Regions from separate parts of the Mus musculus genome. Here all the other regions are linked to region 2. The links are chromatin contacts, called in public Hi-C and HiChIP or PLAC-seq maps. All regions are on one chromosome and are shown on one strand. The core of a region is the stretch at or near the end of the contact, and the rest is flanking DNA. Distances in the headings are between cores, read along the strand shown. Region 1 has its middle 6.2 kb from the start of Hnrnph1. Region 2 overlaps Maml1 (mastermind like transcriptional coactivator 1). Region 3 overlaps Tbc1d9b (TBC1 domain family, member 9B).

The links. Hi-C and Micro-C count contacts between places; a contact is called where the count stands out from the background. HiChIP or PLAC-seq counts read pairs in DNA pulled down with a chosen protein or histone mark.
Region 1: a Hi-C map of bone marrow-derived macrophages shows a contact between it and region 2, with 65 read pairs. The contact joins two enhancer-like sites. A contact is called at or near these places in 18 of 39 promoter capture datasets (the 3T3-L1 cell line, 3T3-L1-derived adipocytes, the C10 cell line and 9 more), 4 of 15 datasets of contacts at CTCF or cohesin (CD8 T cells, the G1E-ER4 cell line, large pre-B cells and 1 more), 74 of 484 Hi-C or Micro-C datasets (the 3T3-L1 cell line, the AML12 cell line, B cells and 46 more), 19 of 115 datasets of contacts at active chromatin or transcription factors (the 230-238 cell line, the HPC-7 cell line, the SCID.adh cell line and 12 more) and 5 of 9 other capture datasets (adipose tissue, embryonic stem cells, liver and 2 more).
Region 3: a contact with region 2 is called in an H3K27ac HiChIP or PLAC-seq map of microglia, with 2.9 times the contacts expected there. The contact joins two enhancer-like sites. A contact is called at or near these places in 3 of 39 promoter capture datasets (the 3T3-L1 cell line, hippocampal neurons and liver), 19 of 484 Hi-C or Micro-C datasets (B cells, the C2C12 cell line, the HL-1 cell line and 14 more), 4 of 115 datasets of contacts at active chromatin or transcription factors (the HPC-7 cell line, bone marrow-derived dendritic cells, embryonic stem cells and 1 more) and 3 of 9 other capture datasets (adipose tissue, embryonic stem cells and liver).

The regions. Positions count from the first base shown.
Region 1 is chr11:50,369,530-50,373,489 of GRCm38.p6, reverse strand. No RefSeq gene overlaps it. Among named protein-coding and RNA genes, the nearest start is that of Hnrnph1, 6.2 kb to the left of the region's middle. Within about 2 kb of position 1,954, at least 159 of the 459 cell types and tissues checked have an H3K27ac peak or open chromatin away from gene starts, as enhancers often do. A contact at or near this core is called in B cells, the HL-1 cell line, the HPC-7 cell line and 9 more, where this site is marked.
Region 2 is chr11:50,274,567-50,278,233 of GRCm38.p6, reverse strand. All of the region lies in intron 1 of Maml1 (mastermind like transcriptional coactivator 1), which reads left to right. Among named protein-coding and RNA genes, the nearest start is that of Maml1, 16 kb to the left of the region's middle. Within about 2 kb of position 2,188, at least 144 of the 459 cell types and tissues checked have an H3K27ac peak or open chromatin away from gene starts, as enhancers often do. A contact at or near this core is called in B cells, the C2C12 cell line, the HL-1 cell line and 11 more, where this site is marked.
Region 3 is chr11:50,153,625-50,157,587 of GRCm38.p6, reverse strand. It overlaps Tbc1d9b (TBC1 domain family, member 9B), which reads right to left. Exons shown (of 22, transcript NM_001290760.1): 11 at 2,385-2,502; 12 at 558-843. Among named protein-coding and RNA genes, the nearest start is that of Mrnip, 19 kb to the left of the region's middle. Within about 2 kb of position 1,612, at least 40 of the 459 cell types and tissues checked have an H3K27ac peak or open chromatin away from gene starts, as enhancers often do. A contact at or near this core is called in the C2C12 cell line, the HL-1 cell line, adipose tissue and 1 more, where this site is marked.

The DNA.
Region 1 (3,960 bases), core at 705-3,204, 95 kb before region 2:
GAGGTGTAGTCTAGAATTCATCATCTCCTAAGGTGTCATTCCCACCAGGATAGAAAGGCTCTTCAATAAATGTTAAAATTAATGATTGGCAGGTTGGAACCAAATAGCCCTGGTGCTCTAGCTCCATAGTAAAACAAACTTCAAACAGCTGAGTGGTGGTGGTGCACACCTCTGTTCCCAGCACTCAGGAAGCAGGCCAGGCCAGTCTGTAGAGTGAGTGCCAGGATAGCCAGGTCTACATGAAGCAAACCTTGTTTTGAAAAATCAAAAGAAAAACAGAAAAGGAAAGAAGAAAAGAATATCACAGATTTTAAAAGAATTAAATTTATAGTTGGGAGATTTGGATTTCTCTTTTGAGAAAATTTCTACATTGTAGCCTAGGTTAACTTGGAACTCAGCATGTAGCCCAAGATAGCCAGCCTAGAGCTCACTATGTAACCCAGACTAACTATGAATTGCCAGTCCTCCCATCTCTCTCAGCCTGTGGGTACTGGGACAGGAGGTAAGGGCTACTGTGCCTTGTTGAAAGATTTAAGCTTAAAATTGTAAAAAGCTGGGGTTAGCAAAATTGCCCGGTGGTTAAGAACATCTGTTCCTCTAGGGGACCTGAGTTCAAGTTCTAGCACCTATGTTAGGTGGCCATCACTGTGGTTCCAGGGTACACACAGGGGCAGACACATAATTAAAACTTGTTTTAATGTATGAAAAGCTTCAAAGCAGGGTATGATCACACAGGAATTTAATGCCAGCAGTTGAAAGACGGGGTGGGGGTGGGGGGATTTCTGTGAGTTCAAGGCCAGCTGGTTTACAAAGTGAGTTCTAGGACAGTCAGGGCAACAGAGAAATCCTGTCTCTGAGGAGAAAAAAAAAAAGAAAGTAGAGAAGCCAAAGGTTCTCAGAATGTATGTTTAGTACATTTTGATGCTATTAATTACATGAAGATATATTTTAAAAATTCTTTGCTTGAGCTAGAGTGCTAGGATTAAAGGTGTGTGCCCTCAGGCTCAGCAGCAGGAATTGCGGAAACCTGAAGAAAAGTGGGTGTAGTACTCAGGTTCCTGAAATACACAGAATTGCACACATACATGGAAACAGATACCTGAGCAAGTAGCCTAAAGTGTTCTCATAGACTATCCTTCCATAGTGGGGACACAAACGGATTTCTCTTGTTCTTCTCAGTATTTGTAACTGCCATAATGCTGAACGCTCAGTTACTTATGGATCTAAATTTTTAGCAAATAGTCCTAGTAGCACTCTGGAGGCAGAGGCAGGAGGACCACAAGTTTGAGACCAGCCTGATCCTAAGAGGGAGTTCTGTAGTTTCATGGGGACATGGAGAGACTCTGTCTCAAAAACAAACAAACAAAAAAAATTGGGGGCTAGAGAAATGACTTAGAGATGAAGGGCACTGCCCAGAGGATCTGGCTTTAATTCCCAGCACCCACATGGCAGCTCACAATTGTCAACTCCAGCTCCAGGGGACTCAATAGACCTGCCTACATACAGGCAAACACCAGTGCACTGAAAATAATTAAAAAAAAAAAAAAATTGGATGGATGGATGGATGGATGGATGGATTATAGGATTTTAAAATTCAGAGTTGTAAGGATTATCAGAACACTGAGTGGAAAGGGAACCGAGGGTTCAGTTCAGTGGGAGAGCGTTTACCTAGCTTGTCACGGATTCTATCCCCAGCAAGGCTAAAATATTAAAGGAGCAGCAGCACCAGGGCTTGAAGCTCCCTCCTTCCCCCGCAGGGTCTGCTCAGATGACAGTTTCTCAAAGCTTCCGTGACCTAGGAAGAGCAGCGGGAGAGCAAGGTGGGTTCCCGTGGGGCTCGCCCTGCCACCCCCTTGGTCTAAATGGAATAGTTCTCCCTCCCAATGCCAGGCGATGGCTGGCAACCATTTTAAACTGGTCAATGAGAATCGGTGTGGGAAGACATCTCACAGCTCCGGCCCTGATCCTCGCCCGCTACCGTCAAGGTCTGCGGTTTTGCGCCCTCTTCAGTTCACTCGGCGTCTTCCTTTAAAAGAAAAAAAAAAAAAGTCTTTGTTTCGAATTATTTGGCTTTTGTATGTTTTTCTTTGTTTTGGTTTTTTTTGGGGGGTGTGTGGGGTGGGGGGAGTATTAGCAATGACACCCCTCTAGAGCCTTGCCAGCTTAGGCAGATGCTCTAAGCTGCACCCCTAGCCCAACTAACAGATTTTGAATCTTGTGGAAAGTGGTCCTGGCTTCCTAACGCCTCAGCCAAGGTCACTCCCTGCAATTAAGTCTCAAGCTGTGTATAAAATGTACTGAGGGCTAATATTCTTTAAAAGAATATTTTAAAAGGGATAAAATATACATAACACAAAGCCATTTTTAGCAGTTTGTTCTGTGGGGTCATGTGGCACACAAGGCCGTCATGGCTCCCGGGTAGCTGAGGAGGACCCTGAGCCCCACAGTTGATCCTGCCTGTTTCATACACCCGGCCAGTTTTGTCCACTACTGCTGACTAGCCCAGGCCTTCATGAATGCCAGGCAACACACTCCTCGACATTCCCAGGCCCGTTTTTAACCCTTCCCTTTCCTTCGTGGTTTTTTGTTTTGTTTTGTTTTGTTTTGTTTTGTTTTGTTGATTTTTCGAGACAGGGTTTCTCCGTGTAGCCCTGGCTGCCCTGGAGCTCACTTTGTAGACCAGGCTGGCCTCGAATTCAGAAATCCGCCTGCCTCTGCCTCCGGAGTGCTGGGTCCTTCGTGTATTTTTAAACAATCGTTTTAATTTATGTGTATGAGTGCTTTGCCTACATCTGTGCCTGGTGCCCACGGAAGCCAGAAGAGGGCATTGGATCCCCTAGGAGCTACAGACAGTTATGAGCAGCCTTGTGGGGGCTAGGAATGGAACCTGGGTCCCCTGGAAGAGCCTTCTGTGCTCTGAATCCTGGAGCCATCTCTCCTGCCCTCTTGTTTTTGTTTTTTTGAGACTAGGTCTCAGCATGTTTCTCTTCTGACTGGCCTGAAAATTACAGAGATCCTTCTACCTCTGCCTCCTGAGCTAGGGTTAAGGGCTTGTTACCCAGAAACCATTCTATTTGTTTGTTTTGGGTTTTTTGGTTTTTGGTTTTTGGTTTTTTTGGGACAGGGTTTCTCTGTGTAGCCCTGGCTGTCCTGGAACTCACTCTGTAGACCAGGCTGGCCTCGAACTCAGAAATCTGCCTGCCTCTCTCTGCCTTCTGAGTGCTGAGATTAAAGGCGTGCGCCACCATGCCCGGGGAAACCCTTCTATTTTAAAAAATTATTATTGTGCACGCATCTCGTGCCTATGTGTGTATGATGTCCACGTGTGCATGTACAGAGGCTAGAGGACACCTTTTGGAAGTCTCTTCTTGTACCAGGGGTCAGACCCAGGTCGGCAGGCTCTGCACAGCACATGCATTTTACCTGCTGAGCCATCGCACCACCCCACTTAACCATTCTCAAAAGTCTTCACTCATCCTCTGGACAAAATCCTCACCATGGAAAGCCATCCCAGAGCGCTCGCTCCCACTGCTCCCAGCACCGCACTGCTTGCTGCAGCACCCTTGTCTGTCTTTCTGTTCTCACATTCCTTCTGCTATTTTCCTGCGGGTCTGCTTTCCTATGAGGCCCATGCCCTGCCAGTCTATGTTTGGGCTCATTTTCCTCGATGAAGTCCAACAAATCATAAGTCACCAAGCGGCTTCAGAATCCCAAAGCAAAGATGCCGGGCTGATGGTTAAGTGTAGCTGCTGGTTTGAGGAAGTCCCTATGAGGTTGGTAACACCAGACTCTGGGTGTGTCCCTGTGGCTATTTCCAAAGATAATTAGATCATGAGGGCTCTGGCTGAATGATGGCTTAATCGCTTGATGGATTCTTAATATGGGAGGCTTGCTTACAGTTTCAAAGGGTGAGTCATTGTGGCAAAGAGTGTGGAGGCAGGCAGATGTGATGCTGGAGCA
Region 2 (3,667 bases), core at 939-3,438:
TGCTCTAGCTACAGAAGCTTATATCTTATCTAGATTAACCAGGTAAATGGAAATTTACATTTACTAGGGTCTCAGCAGGAATGTCCTATTCCATCAGACACAACTGAAAGAGAATTTCAGAGTGTGAAGCAAGAGGAGAGAATTGATTGTGCTGCTCCATCAGGGTCCTGTGTTATCGCCACCCAGCTCAACATTAGGGATCCAGGTCCCTGGCTCAGCACTTTCCTTTAGAGAGGGAGACTGAAGTGAGACTGAAGGAAGCACACTGAAGTCTAACAGGCAGAGATCAGCTGAGCACAGTGAACCTAGAGCCCGGGACATGGGGATGGGGTAAGGAGGATGTGCATAGGCTCTGTGGAGCAGGTGAATGCATCCGGAGACAGAGTGAACTGACATACTTCCGAGGCAGCCTGTACTCACAGTGACTTCGGAACCTAACCCCTGCTGTTCTTGAGGAGAGATGAACAGCTCAGGCCTCTCGTTCCCAAATGGCCTTTTGCCATTTATTGTTTAAGATGGGGTCTTGCTTTGTAGTTTCGGTTAGCTGTGTGACTCCTGCCTCTATGCTGAGAGAGCTAAGATGACTCTGTGCCTCCAAGCCTGGGTATTGAGGGTTTTTTTTTTTCCCCATCTGTTTGTTTTGTATTTGAAAGAAAGTCTCACTATCACCTAGCATAGTCTTAAGCTCCCAGATTCAAGCAGCCATCCCTCCTCAGCCTTTTAAGTAGCAAGCAGCTCGGCACTGTATGGTACTTTTTGGTTTTGTATAGTGTTGGAGATTGAAACCAGGGCTTTGATGTGCTAAGCAAAGACTCCAGTGAGCTGCATCACCAGCCCTGTAACCTATGTTTTGAAGCAAATCCCAACAATATCAGAAGTGAGGCCTGGGGGCAGGAGAAGTGGCTCAGCAGTTTAGCTGCTCTTCAAAGGATCCAAGTTCAATTCCCAGCAACCACATGGTTCTTCACAACTACTTTTCCAGATCCATGTGATCTGATGCCCTCTTCTGGCCCCTATGGGACTGCATGCTTGTGATGCACAGACATACATACAGGCAAACATTCATACTCAGGGTGTGGTGCATGCCTTTAATCTGTGAGTTCCAGGCCAGCCTGGTATACAAACTGAGTTCCAGGACAGCCAGGGAGGGCTCCATTACATAGAGAAATCTTGTCTTGAAAAATAAAATTAAATAAATAAATAAAGTAAATAAGGTTGAAAAGAGAATCAGACATGGTACAGAAGCAGGAGGATTAAGGCCAGCCTGGGCTATAAAGCAAGACTGTGTATCAAAAACAAAACAAAAGAACATGTACTGTTCTTAGAACCTGGGTTTGGTTTGTAGCTCCCATACCAGGCAGCTCACAAGCACCTATGACTCCAGCTTCAGGCAATCCAACATATTCATTCATGTTCGCACATAAATAGAAATAAAAAATTCTTAAAAATAAAAAGAGGAAAATCCAAGGGGAAAAAGTTGGCAAGGAAAAAGTGGATAAGGATATATCGCCAAGTTTGACAACCTGAGTTCAGTTTCCAGGGCCCACATGGTGGGAAAGAGCTATTGGACTCTCCCCCAAGTTGTCCACACACATGCCTTGCTACATGCACACACAATCCCACAAACACATAAACAAATGTAAAAAAACAATTTTTTTAAGGAAGAAAAGGAGGCAGGCATGGTGGTACATACTTTTTAATTCCAGTACCCAGAAGGCAGAGGCAGAAGCAGAGGCAGATGGATCTCTTGAGTTTGAGGAGTCTGGTCTACAGAGCAAGTTCCAGTACAACCAGGGCTACACAGAGAAACCCTATCTCAAAAAACTGGGGCATTGGGGGATGGGTGGGTAGGTGGGTGGGTGGGTGGTGGAATTTGGAGGACCACTGCAGACGTCCCAATATCAGAATAATAGAAATTACAGTAGGAAAATAAAGTGGGAAATTACCTATATAACTTAATTTTGACAGCTGCAGGGAATGATCTGTCATTAAAGGGTGTGCCTGTGCCCAGACTTAGGTTAGTAAAATAGAGCCATGTCAGTCATGCCATCTCAAAGTTCTGGAAAGAGGGTCCCTTGTGACCCACACCAGCAGTAGAAAACAGGAAGACAGCTGAACAGAGCTTCAGAGTCCTGAGGGGATCTAGGGCAATGGTAAGTGAGGAAGTATGAGCTGGGCATGTGGGAGGAGCTGAATTTGCTTCCCTAGCACACAGTCCATGCTGGGTGAGCGTGGGGGCTCACTGTGGAGCAGAGACAGATGGGCGAGGGCACTTAGCTGGACTTGTCAGAGTACTGAAGTCTGGAGTCACCTGAGAGACCCTGGCTCAGTGGATAAGGTGGTCAGTGATTGAGAAAGATACCTGAATTCAACCTCAGGCCTCTACACACACACACACACACACACACCCCACCCCCACATGCTGCATGTGTGTGGGTCAGAAGGCACTTCCAGGGTTCTGGGGAATAACCTCAGGTTGTTAGGCTTGGAAGCAGGCATATTTACTCACTGAATCATCTAGCTGCCCCTCCCTCGGTTTTAAATAAGAGCTTTAGTGTGATAGTAGTCACATGCTGCCTCATTCTCCCATTTTAGATACCTAGTTCAGTGGGCATGCTAGTCTATTCATAGAGTTGAGCAGTTGTACGTCACTTACAGAACGTGTTCCTAGTAAGAAATGCTACATCTCCTTCAGCTCTTCCTCTCTTCTACAGCCCCCCTCCTCCTCCTCCTCCTTCCTTCCTTCTCCTTTCAGTCCCTGGCAACCACTCAGTCTGTCTACCTTTCAAACTGAGTTTGAGAAGGAATTAGCTCTCCATGCTCACCCTTTATGCCTCCTCACCTGGTAACTTCTGCTTAGGGAATTTAACCAGGGACCCTCTAATTGCTGGTCTGCTGCTCATGTACAGTGCTTACCTTTCTGTTGTATTTGGCCTGCCTTTCTCCTTTATGCTCTGTTTTCTTCTGTCCTCTTGCTTGCTTCCCTTTTCCTGAGTGATAAGGTGTGCTATTAATGTTCCAGCCATGTCCTGCTAATGTCTCTCTCCACAGCACACAGTCAGTATCACTCACTGTTCCTAGATATGACGTGGGAATCCCACAGCCATTTCTTCATGGGTGAGATGAAACTCACCTTGTTCCTCATCGAGGAGGAAGAGGAAGAAGATGATAAAAAGGCATTCGAACTTGCTAGAAAGCCCTACTTCTTTTAAGTAAACTAAACCTTCCAAGTTGTCTTCAGCCTAACTAAAATAGTTCCTTCCCCACTCATAAGGCCTTCTCATCTTTCAGACATTAGTTACACTACTTCAGGATCTGAGAATGTGTCTCTGTTGGTTGAGTCACCCTCAGCTAAAAGAACTTCAAGGCCAGCCTGGGCTACATGAGCTAGTTTAAAAGAGAAAGGGGAGAGACTGCTGGACAGAGTGGCCTTTCCATACTACTTTTGTAGTTTCCTCTTAATCTAAAATGAATTCACAGTAAACACTTAAGGACAATGGAGGCAGGCAGTACCAGTGTACTTGATAAACCTGTTCTCTTCCTAAAAGAAAACAATGTGGGCTGGAGAGATGGCTCAGTAGTTAAGAGCACTGACTGCTCTTGCAGAGGTCCTGAGTTCAATTCCCAGCAACCACATGGTGGCTCACAACCATCTGTAATGGGATTG
Region 3 (3,963 bases), core at 363-2,862, 120 kb after region 2:
CCCACATGATCACCTGAAGCAGGCCCTGGCCCAGAAAGGTTTAGCTGTGCACTGAGACAGTAGGGATGCCAGGAGAACCTGGGTGGGACGAGCTTGAGGAAGCCAGGGGAAGTGTGAGCTTGGTGATAGGTTCCTTTAGCCATGCCACAAGCCTGGTATGGGTCTGCTCTGTCGGGGAATGGGCACTGAGCTTGGAGGAGATGACTAGGACAGCTTTGTGAAACAAGCACTTCCCTGCCTTGGCTAGAGGTTGGAGGTCTTGCTGTGCCACTGTCCCCTGACATCAACATGAGTGTCACCCACTGGACGACTGCTCGGGGTCAGTTTCCGAGACTACAGCTGAGTGGCAGCCTGCAGCTCAGTACACTCAGGCCCACCAGCTCTCCTCTTTGCTTCCAGCATCTTGAATCCCACCAGGACAGTTGTGCCCTGCTCCTGGCTCATCTCTCGACCTAGTCTAGTACTTGGCACATAGCATAGGATGTTGGCTGAGGGCTGGGGAGGGGAGGGCTCTCTGCCAACTTCCTGGAAGCAGAAGCCGCCCCCAGCATGGTCACCTGCCCAGCACGGTCATGGCCTCGCCCTCGTCATTGCAGTCCAGCAGCTGCTCCACGTTGGCGTCCAGCACAGCCAGGGCCACCTGCAGGATCACCTTGATGCCCTCGTAGAAGAAGCAGTCGACAATGACCACGGCGCTCTCAAAGGGCATGACGCTGAGGAAGAGGGTCAGGAACCAGGACAGCGAGATGCTGGAGATCACCCCCAGCTCTTGCATCTTCTCTGAGAGCCGGGGCAGGACATCTCTCGTGAGCTCTTCAAAGATGCCCTGGTCTACGAGGGCTCCTGAGGAGGACAAGAGGCCAAATACAAGCACCGCTCCAGGGCCCTGAGCAGACACCCTGTAGAATCCCAGGGCCTGGGGTATAGGAACACTATGTGGTTCCTGTCTAAACTCAACCCTGCCATCTCAGCTTATAGTGAGGCCCTGAGAGGTGTGCATATGCAGAAAACAGAAAGAAACAAATTACTTTGCAATCATTCTTTCTATAGCTTACACACCATTGTGTGGAAAGGAACACTTGCTCAATATACAGTGGTCCCTTGGCATCCATGAGGATACACACAGGGGGTATATAGTAGCATCAGGGAACCTAGGCACACACTGTTGTATACTTTTTTTTTAGATTTATTAATTAATTAATTAATTAATTATATGTAAAGTACACTGTAGTTGTCTTCAGACGCACCAGAAGAGGTCATCAGATCTCATTACGGGTGGCTGTGAGCCACCATGTGGTTGCTGGGATTTGAACTTCAGACCTCTGGAAGAGCAGTCTGGTGCTCTTACCCACTGAGCCATCTCACCAGCCCCAAAGATTTATTTATTTATTATATATAAGCACACTGTAGCTATCTTCAGACACTCCAGAAGATGGAGTCAGATCTTACGGATGGTTGTAAGCCACCATGTGGTTGCTGGGATTTGACCTCAGGACCTTCAGAAGAGCAGTCAGTACTCTTAACCACTGAGCCACCTCTCCAGCCTCCTACTCTTGTATACTTTAAGTTACTTCTGGATGACTCATAATACCTACTATGGTGTAATGCTATGAAAAGCTATGCAGCTATTATATCCTGTCTGGAGAAGAACAAGGGGACAAGTCTGGGTGTGTTCAGTACAGATGGAGTTTCTTCTGTGCGTTTCTGTTCAGTGCTTGGCTGAATCCATGGACATAGAGCCTATGGCTACAGATGTCTGACTTTCAGGAAATGTTGACTTTACCCCCTAGAAACAACAGAAGCAAGCAGTGGTTTCCCTCCCCTCTCCCAATGCTCTGAACATATACAAAGCTGAAGGCCCCCACGAGTGGTGACCCTGGACACCAAACAGCAGAGGACAGCTGAGAGCTAAAACACAGGTGTGCTGAGACAGTCTGTAAGCCATTTCCTTTTGACGACATGGATTTTACTGGATGTGAGTGCCTGAGAGTAGAACTGGACCACTGACCGGGACACGGGTAGACTACATGCTCTAGTTCTGAAACTTGAAATGTCTGAGGCAAAGAGACCTAGGAAACATGGATGGAGATTTGGGCTCTAGATGGCTTTTAAAACCCACTGAATGTGAGATGTCCTCTGACTCAGTCCGGTCGTCCTGGGAACGACCTCACGAGGTCTAGGTGGGAGCTGGACCCTGGAGGCAGAGGGCTGGTTGTCTGTGCTTCTCTCATTTCTGGCAAGATCCATTTTTAGCTTCTAGTCTGTAAGGTAGGAGCCTGCATGATGGCTGTGAGGTGCAGGGAAGCTAGGGTGGAGTGGCCAGGGGAAGGTCAAACACACCCACGTGGAGCTCCTGAGCTCCTTGAATCCCTATGGACACTCACCCACTACCCTGGTGTTGTAGTAGTCGGGCAGCATGCGCTCACACAGGGCCACCAGCAGCCAGAAGGCTTCCTCCTCACTGCCGTAGAGCAGGAGCACGGAAGTCACGATGTTCATTGCCTGCCAGGAAGAGACAGTACAAGTGTGTCTCAGCGTGTCTGTCTCACTCTGCTGGCCACAGAGCAAAATGGCCTGCCCCTTCAGAGAGGTCCAGCACCCAGTACCAAGAAACAGCCCCTGACCAACCCTGGGAAATCTGCCAATAAGCCAATTTGCAAGAAATCAATGAGACAGAGACAGACAGACAGCTCAGTCAAGTGGGTTAGAAGGCATTAAGAAAAAAGAGACAAGACATCAGCCAACACTTCCACTTAGTGGGCTGGGTCAAGTTGATGTGTGGGTGTGTAGCTAGAGCCCTGCAGCGGGGGAAGAGGGTTTACACAACATTAGCTGGTAACAAAGAGAAGCATAAAAGGGGGCAAGTTATTTTAAAAAGTTATTTCAAGCCAATCTGCTGGCCTCTATGAATTGGTAGCGTGATGCAGAACACTGGTCTTACAACTAAGTTTTAGGAAACCAGTTTCCTTAAAATCCAGATACAAGCTAAGGCTGACAGAAAACCATTTGACGTGGCTAGGAAAAGTCTACTAGATTCAAAGTCAAAAGCCACCAGAAACGTAAATCGAAATCTTAGTGAGATAGTCTACCACTCCTGTGTGTATAAAACCAGCAAGCGTTAAGAGGAACAGGACCCTTGTGACCAACTGGTGACAAAGCAGAGGTGGCAGCTGCTGTGGGAATGAGGAACGTGTGTCCTAGAAGGCGCACAGACCGCCATGCAGCAATCTGACCTCTGGGGTCGCAGCCAGTGGCCTGAAGGCAGAGATTGAACACTCATGCACTGAGCTTCACAGCAGCCTTAGGTGCAACAGTCCAGTGGTCAAGTGACCCAGCTGTCCATCAAGAGCCGGGGAGAGAAATCATATACAGCTACAGCGGAATAACATCCAGCTTTAAAAATAAAGCTTGCTTTATTTTTAAATCACATTCTTGCTGAAATGTGATGGCTCTTGGGGACAGTAGGTAAACAGCCAGATGCAAAAGGATAAATGATGGTCTCAGGGGACCCCGGGTCAAGTCTCACTCAGCATCTGTGGCTTTTCTCAGCATTTCTCGCCCCACCCATGCACTAAACCTCTGCAGCCCAGGGGCTGGGCTTCCTTCCCTTCCTTCCCTTCCCGCAGCTTCTGACCCCACCTCAGCTATTTGGCTCGGCAGTGTCTCTCCATCCTCAGCTCCTCTCTTTCCTCCCTCTCTCCCCTTCCTTTCTCAGTTTTCCCTGGCTCTCTCCTCTCATGGCCAGGCTTATTCTGCTGGCCCAGGTCAGGCTGGGCCCTTCCAGACGCCTCTGGCTGTGCTCTCCCCCAGTCTATAGTAAACACCCTCCTCCACACACAGGATCAGTCCTGTCCCCGCTTTCATTCAGTACGATTACACTCACTTGAGGTAACGCTGAACGATCAGATCCAGAGACAGACGGAGAACGGTACAGGGGAGGTAAGACAGTGGGACCGAGGAGTG